Regions from separate parts of the Mus musculus genome. Here regions 1 and 3 are each linked to region 2. Evidence: chromatin contacts called from public Hi-C and HiChIP or PLAC-seq data. All regions are on one chromosome and are shown on one strand. The core of a region is the stretch at or near the end of the contact, and the rest is flanking DNA. Distances in the headings are between cores, read along the strand shown. Region 1 overlaps Foxo3 (forkhead box O3). Region 2 has its middle 18 kb from the start of Foxo3. Region 3 overlaps Foxo3 (forkhead box O3).

What was found. HiChIP or PLAC-seq counts read pairs in DNA pulled down with a chosen protein or histone mark. Hi-C and Micro-C count contacts between places; a contact is called where the count stands out from the background.
Region 1: a contact with region 2 is called in a Hi-C map of the G1E-ER4 cell line, with 2.2 times the contacts expected there. The contact joins two enhancer-like sites. A contact is called at or near these places in 1 of 39 promoter capture datasets (cranial neural crest), 12 of 484 Hi-C or Micro-C datasets (the AML12 cell line, CD4 T cells, the G1E-ER4 cell line and 4 more) and 1 of 115 datasets of contacts at active chromatin or transcription factors (embryonic stem cells).
Region 3: a CTCF HiChIP or PLAC-seq map of CD8 T cells shows a contact between it and region 2, with 5 read pairs. The contact joins two enhancer-like sites. A contact is called at or near these places in 1 of 39 promoter capture datasets (neutrophils), 1 of 15 datasets of contacts at CTCF or cohesin (CD8 T cells), 21 of 484 Hi-C or Micro-C datasets (8-cell embryo, CD8 T cells, ECoMG myeloid progenitors and 9 more) and 4 of 115 datasets of contacts at active chromatin or transcription factors (CD8 T cells, embryonic stem cells, regulatory T cell precursor and 1 more).

The regions. Positions count from the first base shown.
Region 1 is chr10:42,218,892-42,221,950 of GRCm38.p6, reverse strand. The region is part of intron 2 of Foxo3 (forkhead box O3); the gene reads left to right. Among named protein-coding and RNA genes, the nearest start is that of Gm38485, 54 kb to the left of the region's middle. Within about 2 kb of position 1,775, at least 103 of the 459 cell types and tissues checked have an H3K27ac peak or open chromatin away from gene starts, as enhancers often do. A contact at or near this core is called in the G1E-ER4 cell line and muscle stem cells, where this site is marked.
Region 2 is chr10:42,292,612-42,296,003 of GRCm38.p6, reverse strand. No RefSeq gene overlaps it. Among named protein-coding and RNA genes, the nearest start is that of Foxo3, 18 kb to the right of the region's middle. Within about 2 kb of position 1,958, at least 46 of the 459 cell types and tissues checked have an H3K27ac peak or open chromatin away from gene starts, as enhancers often do. A contact at or near this core is called in CD8 T cells, the G1E-ER4 cell line and muscle stem cells, where this site is marked.
Region 3 is chr10:42,191,264-42,194,591 of GRCm38.p6, reverse strand. The region is part of intron 3 of Foxo3 (forkhead box O3); the gene reads left to right. Among named protein-coding and RNA genes, the nearest start is that of Gm38485, 82 kb to the left of the region's middle. Within about 2 kb of position 1,376, at least 52 of the 459 cell types and tissues checked have an H3K27ac peak or open chromatin away from gene starts, as enhancers often do. A contact at or near this core is called in CD8 T cells and the G1E-ER4 cell line, where this site is marked.

The DNA of each region.
Region 1 (3,059 bases), core at 526-3,025, 74 kb after region 2:
CTGGGGGCGGGACACCCAGCACCTTTCTTTTGGAGTAACCTTGGCTTGGACAGGGGTTCTCCATTTCACCAGGACGGACGCTGGAACTTTAAAGTGGCCGTCAGCTGGGAACACCTCTGACATGGGATGTTAGCGTGGTAGCATCATTAGCTGGGGACTTAAACATAGGAGGAGAGTCCTGTCATAAATGCATCACCCGCTGAGCACGATGTTCAGTGGGGTCCAGGTTAATACGTGCTGTGTGCTCTGTGCCCACGTACACCGAGTGGAGGGATAGTGAGCAGTTACAGTGCGGGTTGCCATGGTTAAGGAAACAGAGGTAATCACAGTGAATGATCCTGAGCCCAGCTTTGTAAGAAACTGATTCAAGTGCAAGACATAGGGGGAGAGGAGGAATTTGTCCGATTAGCTGACTTTAAAAAAAAAAGATTGTATGTTTACTGTAGACAAGATAGTATTTAAGGTCTGTAGAGCCTAGGAGATGCTGAGAAAACTGTTTCTACAGTAAAAGCTAGAACGTATTAGGGTAGCAGACAGTGTGTTTGCTGCCTGAAGGTCACATACTTGCGTCATTACAAGTCTGCCCCCGTTGTGTGTGTGTAGCACAATGCACTCTTTGATGCCGGGTGCCGCACTCTCATGTGGAGGACAGTCACGTGCTGCGTTTTCTTCTTTCAGACATTAAGAACATGATCGGTTCTCAGTTTCCAGTTTTAAATGGCTGGTGAGGGGGAGATTACCTAATGAATGGCCTTTGTCTATACCTTTGTGCTATTTTTTTGCTTTTCTTACTATACAGGAGTCAGTTTGGTTGCAACCTCTTAAAAGGAAAGTTGAATCTCCTAGATCTGGGGACCAGCTGCTCAGAGCAGACTGCAGACCCTTCCCTCTGACTGGGCCACTCACGTTTTTAATCACACAGGAGTTTTGACTACTAGGACAGAAGCCTGTGACTTCGTTACATACCACTGGAGTAGGCTCTACTGCTAGGTTGCTCACATTGCTCTGCTTATTTGACCTTAGGAAATAATGTCACCCCTGTGTTTGAGTTTCTTCCTCAATAACGTTAGTTAATAGTGTAGAATAAGACATGGAGAAAATGAAACAGTAGCAACTTACACTGCAAGTCCATGTACAGGCACAGTGAGGTTATAAGGATGGATGGGTGCTGGAAAGGCTGTTCTTCCAGGTGATAAGAGGATATTGCCCCAGGTGACTCAGGATTCCAGAGATAAGACTGAGCTGAGGGGTAAGGAAGTGGTGACCTCATGCCAGCCAAAGCCCCCGAGACGCACAGGAGGAGCTGTGCGGAGGGAGGACCTCGAAAGGGCAGGACCTGTCTGCTCATTTCCTGAACTGTCCCCAGGGTGGTTGAGGTTAAGGCCCAGGCTTTGCTTCCTTTCCATTTTGGCTTCTCTTTAGAGAAACAGCCAGCTCTGGTGTGTGTGTGTGTGTGTGTGTGTGTGTGTGTGTGTGTGTGTGTGGGTGTGTGTGTCTGTGTGGGGGTGGGTGGGTGTGGGTGGGGGTGGGTGGGTGTGAGTGGGGGTGGTGTGTGTGTATGTGGTGTGTGTGGGTGGGTGTGAGTGTGTGTGGTGTGTGTGTACATGGTGTGGGTGGGTGTGTGTAGGCTGCCTCTACAGTGTGATGGGCACCTTCTTCCGTCCCCTGGTTTCTGACAAGGAATACATTCCCTGTGCCATGTCTCATTCTCTGTGTGACTTAATGCACTTGCAGGTGTTGGGTGCATCAAGCACCACCCACTGCACACGATCAAGCGAGCTTCATCCTGTCAAGTGATCAAGCGAGCGGGGGAATGCAGACATGAGCTAGGCTCGGCTGTCCTTTCACTACACCTTTCCAGAGAAGCTTTAAAGAGGAGAAGTTTGGGTGGGGACACACACACAGCATGCTTGCCCCATAGGCTCAATATTGCTCTCTGATCATAGCCCCTCCCCGTGTTGGGACGGCCTGGGGTCAGGGGATAGAGAGTACATTAAGCCCCCTAAGACCTTGTGTCTTTATTTGACTTTATTGGAAATTTTTTACTTATTTTTTAGTTATGTGTATGTGTGTATCTACATGTGAGTATGTGCCCATGTACACATACATGTAGACGTTACCTGTAGATTTCGCATGTAGATAGTACGTATAAGTGAGTGCAGGTACCTATGGAAGCCTCAGGCGACATATCCCCTTGGAGCTAGGGTTACAGGCGGCATGAGCTGCTCAGTGGGGGTGCTTCCAACTGGACATGAGGTGTGTGATACGTTGCATTCTGAGAAAGAAGTGGACTAACCCAGCCCAGCCTTTTTATCACTGCATGTTGGGAGGTGGCCTCCTTGGTTAGACATGTATGGACATCTCTGGAAAGTTTCAGGAGGAGGGCTAGAGTAAGAGTACGACCTGATGATGATACCGTTCCTTGATGAAACCCAGGAAGCTGAATCTGCTCAGACGGGAAGCCCCTCCCCCACCCCCATTGAGCCTCACATTTCACACTGCCCCTGTTCCCAGCCTTGTACTCCCTGAAAGAGTTTGAGAACTTACAGAGCCTAGGCACCCTGGTAACTCTTCAGTGTCCTGGACATTTGGAGTTGAACCACTGAGTGTGAGTCACATGCTGAGAATGAGCAGAGTCGGGGTTCTGAGTGTCGCATAGGCTCTGAGGTTTCCCCCAGCGGAAGTATTTATTGTTGTACCACATTACATGCATAACAGCTTATGTTCTGTTGCCTGTTTTTAAATGTATTTAACGTGTGTGAGTGTTGTCTGCATGCATGTTGTGCCTGTATCATGAGCGTGTCTGGTGTTCCCCACAGGCCAGAAGAAGGCCTTAGAAGGCATTAGATCCCCTGGAAGTGGACTTACAGATAGTTGTGAGCCACCACATGGCTTCTGGGAACTGAGCACAGGTCCTCTGCTAGAGCAGCCAGGGCTTGCTCTTAACCACTCAGCCTCTCTTTTAGGTGTGATGCGTGCCCTGGGGACATGAAGCATAGATTCTCGAGGTTCCTCTGGGTGAGCAGTGCAGGACACAAGAGGAAAACTGAGTCTGGAGC
Region 2 (3,392 bases), core at 709-3,208:
CTGTTAGGACTACAGGTGTGCAGTACCATGCCGACCTCAGGCTTGGGATAATAGGCACAGCGCTGGGAAATTATCGAAGCCCTGGGTTTAAGCCCCAGCATCATAGAACTGAGCATTCGGGAGGTGGAGGCAGAAGGATCAAGTTCAAGGTCATCCTTCACTGCATAGCTAGTTCAGTACTGCTACTACTACTGCTGCTGCTGCTACTACTACTACTACTGCTACTACAATCAGTGTGAATTCCAAAGTGGATATTTCTGAGTGTGTTAGCTTGTACCTGTAACCTCAACACTCAGGGGAGTGAATCCAGAGGATTACTGAGAGTTCAAGGCCAGCTTAGGCTACATGATAAAACCCTGTCAATACACATATACATACATATATACACACATACATATACATTATGCATAAACACATACAAATATATACATATATACACACATACATACACACATATACAAACATACATATACATACATACATGCATACACACATACATAATATATACATACAGGCAGACATATACACACATACATATATTACGCATACACATACAGACATAATATACACACACACACACACACACACACACACATATATATATATATATACATGCATAATACATAATACATACACATAATACACACTCCTACATGAGTATTGATATGTAGAGTGGTGGGCAGTGAACCCCAGCAAGTCACTGGGCTGCCACAGCACTGTTTTTCTCTTCCCTGCCTTCATCTCCTTGTCTTTAGAGCAAGCTCGTCCTCCCAGCCACAAGATGGCAGGAGAAGATCAGAAATTCAAGCATAGTCTCTGCCTCTGATGAAACCTATCACAGTGCCCTGGCACCTAGTTAGAAAATACTTTTCTTTTCTTTCCTTTTCTCTCCTTTCCTTTTCTCTCTTTTCCTTTTCTCTCCTTTCCTTTTTCTCTCTTTTCCTTTCCTTTCCTTTCCTTTCCTTTCCCTTCCCTTCCTCTTCCTTTCTTTCTTTCTTTCTTTCTTTCTTCCTTCCTTCCTTCCTTCCTTCCTCCCTCCCTCTCTTCCTTCCTTCCTTCCTTCCTTCCTTCCTCCCTCCCTCCCTCTCTTCCTTCCTTCCTTCCTTCCTTCCTTCCTTCCTTCCTTCCTTCCTTCCTTCCTTTCTTCTCTAGTTTTCTTGGTAACAAGGTGCAGGCTAATGCAATCACACTTCCCAGTGTGATCTTGAAAGCTGCCAACAAGAAATGGGCACTGCGATTCTGTGCTCTTCTCCCTCTCTGCCTACAAAGTTGGGGCCCTGTTGTGGTCAGCCACACCGTGATAAAACCAGTGAGACTGAGCCCAGCAGATATAAGTGTTTCTAGAAAAGGGATGTCATGTGCCATGCTGCCTGTACCCATCATCTGCCACACATGCAGGTGTCTTGGATTCTTACTAGCAATAGACCTTGGGATGTGTGCCAAACATGTTTGGAATCCCAATGTCATTCCTAGTATGGTAAGCTAGTGTCCCCAGCTGGGTTACAAACATTCAGACAAAGCCAACCCTTGGCAGGTGCCAGTCAATTAAAATACTCATTTCCCCATGAGAAACACTGGAACCCAGGAAGTGTGGTTGAGATCTGAGTGGTTTCCACTGAGCCAGGCCCTCTTGGCCTCTCCCTGTTAGCTGGAAACAAGGCAGGATTGACCTAGAGGGCCTCGAGTTGTGGGTAAATAGAAGAAGCACTCGTTCATCTGAGGGAACCTTCATGGCATTGTGTGAAAATGATGGCTCCTTCATCCTGGTCCATTGGAAAGAATTTACCCCTCCTGAGTACGTCTGAGTGTCCCCATCAGGGCAGGTTAAGGGTCCTGTTTTAGAGGTGACTCATTGTACTAGAAGTTGCTGAGAAGCAGCTGCCTCTGGCCAGTCAGCCAACCAGCTGTGTGTGGGTGGGTGTGTGGGCTCGGGTAAGGTCACCCTCCCCAACGCACTTGTACTGTGGTTTCTTGGTGTCTTGAGCAATGTAATGGAACTGTATGTTTGAGCCTTCCTCAGAGGTCTTTCTGTTCCCTTCTGCCCCTCCCAGAGCTTCCTGGGTAGTGGCCAAGAGGTAGAAAACCAAAGGAGTAAGGCTTACCAGGACGGACACTAGAGATAAGGAGGTCAAGTGCTCAGTTGTTCTGGGGGTCACAGTGCTCCAGGGGCAACTGTGGTGCTCTCTCCGGTGGAGCAGAAAAGCCTGGATAGCAGTCTGAGCTGTGTCTGTGAGAGAGGCTTCTGGAATGGTCATCTTGAGCAAGCCTGGTGGTTTACAAGAAAGGGACTTAAGAGCGAAAGTGGAGACTTGCCTCTGGTATAATGCTTTGGAGTGCGCAAGGCATGTTCTGAAAGCTGCAATCACATGCAGGCACCCGCCGCTGCTTGGCAGCACAGACTGGTGGCCCTGCTGTGTGGCTGAATGCACACAGACATAACCCCTATGTTGGCCATTTTGCAAAGATCCAGGGGAGAGGTGGGGGCAGTGGCACTTGGCAGCAGCAAGGGTAGGGAGCACACAGCTAAGGGGTTACTGATGATACCCAGAGAGAGACGGATGTCAGACAGCATCTCTGGATGCTTCCAACCATGATCACAGCGGCCAGCGGCACTGAAGATTGAGGCTAATAGATGTAGTTGCAAAGCAGACCAACCCACCCTAGGTAATTGCAGGGCTCACACAGGCAAAACAGCTGGTCAAGTGCTTGCTGAGAGCTCCACTGGCCGACCCCACTTCACCTCCCAAGGTGGTTCTGAAGGTTGAGGCTCTCAGGAAAACAAGACCCCGACCGTGAGACTCAATTCATCCCTGGGGTGAGTCACTATTCAATCTTTTAAGAGTTATGCTAGATTAGTATGGAGAAGTGGAACTGGTTATAAAACCCAGAAGACATGTTGGGGTCTTCATAAAAGCACATCTGCTTCCAAGGGGGGATTCTGCCAGGTGTGCTGGTACATGCCTCTAGTCTTAGAACGTGGCGAGTGGAAGCAGGAGATGTCAAGTTAAAGCCAGCCTGGCCTATATAGTGAGACCCTGTCTCCAAACATCAAAATACCTAAATAGAGACTAAGAAGGTTCTTTTCCTATCTGGCTCATTCTTTTTGGTGAGAGTGGGCATGCTTCAGTCAAGGGGGACAGAGGAGGCTGGTACCTGTACCTCTAAGGTGCGATTTCTTGCCAGCAGGAGGTGTTGGCAGTTTTTCCTTAGCTTTGTTTCTAATGAAAAGGGAACAGGGGATGTAAGAACCGAGAGACTTGTGGGGCTGTGGTGGCGCATGCCTTTAATCCCAGCACTCAGGAGGCAGAGGCAGGCGGATTTCTGAGTTCAAGGCCAGCCTGGTCTACAGAGTGAGTTCCAGGACAGCCAGGGCTACACAGAGAAACCCTGCC
Region 3 (3,328 bases), core at 127-2,626, 100 kb after region 2:
TGCAGTGTGCTGACCCAAGGTCATGTGGCCCCATTGAGGCTAAAAGGAGCAGCCCTGGCCAGGTGACATTTTACTGAAGAACCTCTGTGACAGGCTCTGGAGATCTGGGAGTCTGATGTGTAGCTGTGTGTTGGTAGCGTCACGTCCTGGGTGGGTAGCGCCCCATCCTTCACCCATGCTTGTGGACTTTTCCATGTACAGGAGCGGGAGACGGGACTTGGTGGCTGTAGTCTGGGCTTTCAGTGAGCCCTCTTAAGCTTGACAAGACCCATGCCGGATGACTTAGCATGCCTTAGCATGCTGGAATTTCTTGGTCATCCCTGCCTACAATCTCACTGTTACACATTTTCCACTTGTTTTTACTATGAGCATAAAAATAAGGTCCTGCTACTTCAGGAGCTCCAAAGGTCAAAGGTCAGGCTGAACTCAGATGCCAGCTTCTTGTTAACTATCCAGCAAGACCTCTCCTTTAGTTCGTGCCTGTCTTCAAGGGCCAGTTTCTCAGATGAGCACCCACCTCAGCACATTGTCTCTGGGCTCTACTCTGAGGGGACCTGCAGGTGAAAACACCTCTGCAGCTCACCCAGAGTTGCACAGGGTCCCTGTGGCGGAAAAACTGAGCTTCGCAGATGGGTCTGTGGGATGGTGTCCTGCTATTTGTCTCTGAGTCTCTCCAGGCTTACTTACACAGAGGGACAAACGTTTACACCTCCCCTGCAGAGCCCCCCTTTTGTAAGAACGTGTGGGGCACGATGTTTTCTCCCATGATCCCGTAATCTCATGGCAGACCACAGTCAGCCTTACACTGTTTGCAGAAGGCAGCTGCTTTCCTTGACAACCAACTCTAGTTTAGGTTTCTTTTCATGCCTTCTGGGGCTTTGCACTCAAAGTCCTGCTTGCCATTTGGGGAGTACACATTAGAGAGGCTGTCAAAGAGAGATTCTGCCGCATGGGCTGGTAAGGTTTGGAGCCTTACCAAAGTGTTCCTTTAGCATCTCTGAAGCTGGGCAGTGGTGGCACACGCCTTTATTTAATCCCAGCACTTGGGAGGCAGAGGCAGGCGAATTTCTGAGTTCACTACAAAGTGAGTTCCAGGACAGCCAGGACTATAACAGAGAAACTCTGTTTCAAAAAACCAAAAGAAAAAAGAAAGAAAGCATCTCTGAAGGGGGCTGCGGTCGGGCTTCACTGTGGGAGAAGCCTTGCCTCCCATTGTTTCGGAAGCCAGAGCCAACCTGAGCTATTCCACTGTTGTAGGAAAGAAACCTGGCTCTTCCGTCCTGACAGGCACCCACGGTCTGACCTCTAAGGGCTGGTGGTCGCTTGTTTTGCATAACACGAAGACAGGAAATCCAGTCACCATGCTGTGGCTCTGGCAAGCCTCAGTTGGGTGAACATCTGAAAGGTCAGGCTGTCTTCGAGGTGTTGCCCCAGTGCTAAGCACTGCTCTGTAGACTGAGGAACTGCTGGGCTACAAGAGTCTGGTCTGCTTTTATCTCCTCCCCTCCCAGCAAGAGACATGACCCTCACTCTAACCCCAGATCTTCTGTTTGTTTAGTGACCTCTTAAGCCTATGGTGTTCATTTGTTGAAGGGCAAGAGTCTTTGGTCATGATGTCTCCGGGTAATGCCAGTGTTTGTAGAGAACAGGCTCTAATTGTCAGTCTCTGTTTGATTGAAGGTTTCTGTGCTCCTGCCGTGTCCCCCTTTGCCTCCTCCCCCTCCCCCCTCCCCTGTCCCATTCTTTCACCCTCTTCCTAGTGAAAGGATTCTAGCCCATACATTTTCTTTCTTTTTTTTTTCCAGCTAAATATTTATCTCTGGAGTATTTGATTTGGTTCCTTAGGGAAGTTAATGGCCAAGGAGACCCCCAGCCAGAGGCACTCTTACACTTAGGTTCGAAGTCAAAATCCTAACTCACTCTTTGGGGCCTCTAGTAAAGAACATGGCCCAGAGGCTCACTGGAGCATCCGTTGATCTTTTGTATGTTTGGAAATGATCAGAAAGCCGTGCAGACCAACAGTCATAAATAGTCAAAAATGTGCTGATGGGCCTGTTAGGTGGTGGAAGTAGAACGCTAGCTGTCGCTGAGTGCCGTGGCCAGTGGAGTTCCCTTCAGGCTGCTCTGCAGTGCAGGGGGGCACAGAGGTGGGCTCCACGGGAAGGCAGAGTGTGGGCAAAGCTCTCCGCCTGAGGAGACCCAGCATCCGGTCCGTCCTTCCTGCTCACTCTGGTTTCCCTCCTCGCTGGGCTTTGGCCCTCATCTGTTTCACCCTGTCTATGTCTTGATCCTACTTTAGAGATGGATGTGTAGTTTGAACTCTGGAATCTGAAGAACTGATTTTTGTTCTGTTGGAAAATTAGTCTCTCAAGATCCAACGTATATATCTAAAATAGGAAAGAGGACTTTGGTGAACCGTCTTCTGTGCCTGGGACCCGGCCCCTCAGTGAGGTGGTGTCTCCACTCCACCCACCTTCAGGAGGCCGTGAGTGTCTCACCCTGCATGCTGTCATAATTCACCCCACCTCACCCCAGGGTCACACCCGGGCAAGGTAAATAGGAACTATTCAGGTCATGGCTTAGGTCTGTGAACATTTCTTCAAGGCTCCAGTTCTCTTCTGTAGATGGTGGATCTCTTCCTGTGACAGCAGCATGAGACTGAGTAGCAAGACCTTTAATGGTGGGATTTGAGGGCTTTATATGGTGGGCTGTACAGAAACACAGGAAGACTGATTCCATGGGTGAGAGTCTGTTGAATGTTTATATGCGCCTTTTACTCAGTTTCATCTTACAAGAAACAGGAGTTTTCTTCCTGGAAGCATTATCAGTCTGCACTTGTGCTCCGCAAGCAGAAGGCTCTGCTGGGTGCCGGAGGTCCTAGAACCTGCAGCATCTGGGGATTGCAGTGAGCAGGGAGGAAAGTAGGGGCCGGCCACTCAAAGAGCCTGGCTCCTTCACTTAGCTAAGGCTTCATGCGAACCTGTTTTGTTTTGTGTTGTGTTTTTACTTTAAGCTCTCTTTGGGAACACTGTCTTTCAGTCACAAGGATTTGTGCTCTCGAGAGCAAACTCTGTGCCTAAGGCGATGCTCCTGAAGTAGCGAGTGTTCCCGGCACTCACCGTTGTGAAGACTGTCCCGCTTTCAAGGAATTCAGTGTTGGGATCTCAGAGTGTGGGTAGGCATCCTGGGCACTTGATGTTTGTGCCAGATGTAAGGCACAGGTGGAGAACATCTGGGGAAGGCAGAGTGAAGGGCTGTGCGGTGGCTCACCTGGATAGGAGGAGAGTAGGCTGGGCGGAGCGTCCCCAAGGTGACCCCCAGGAGAGAG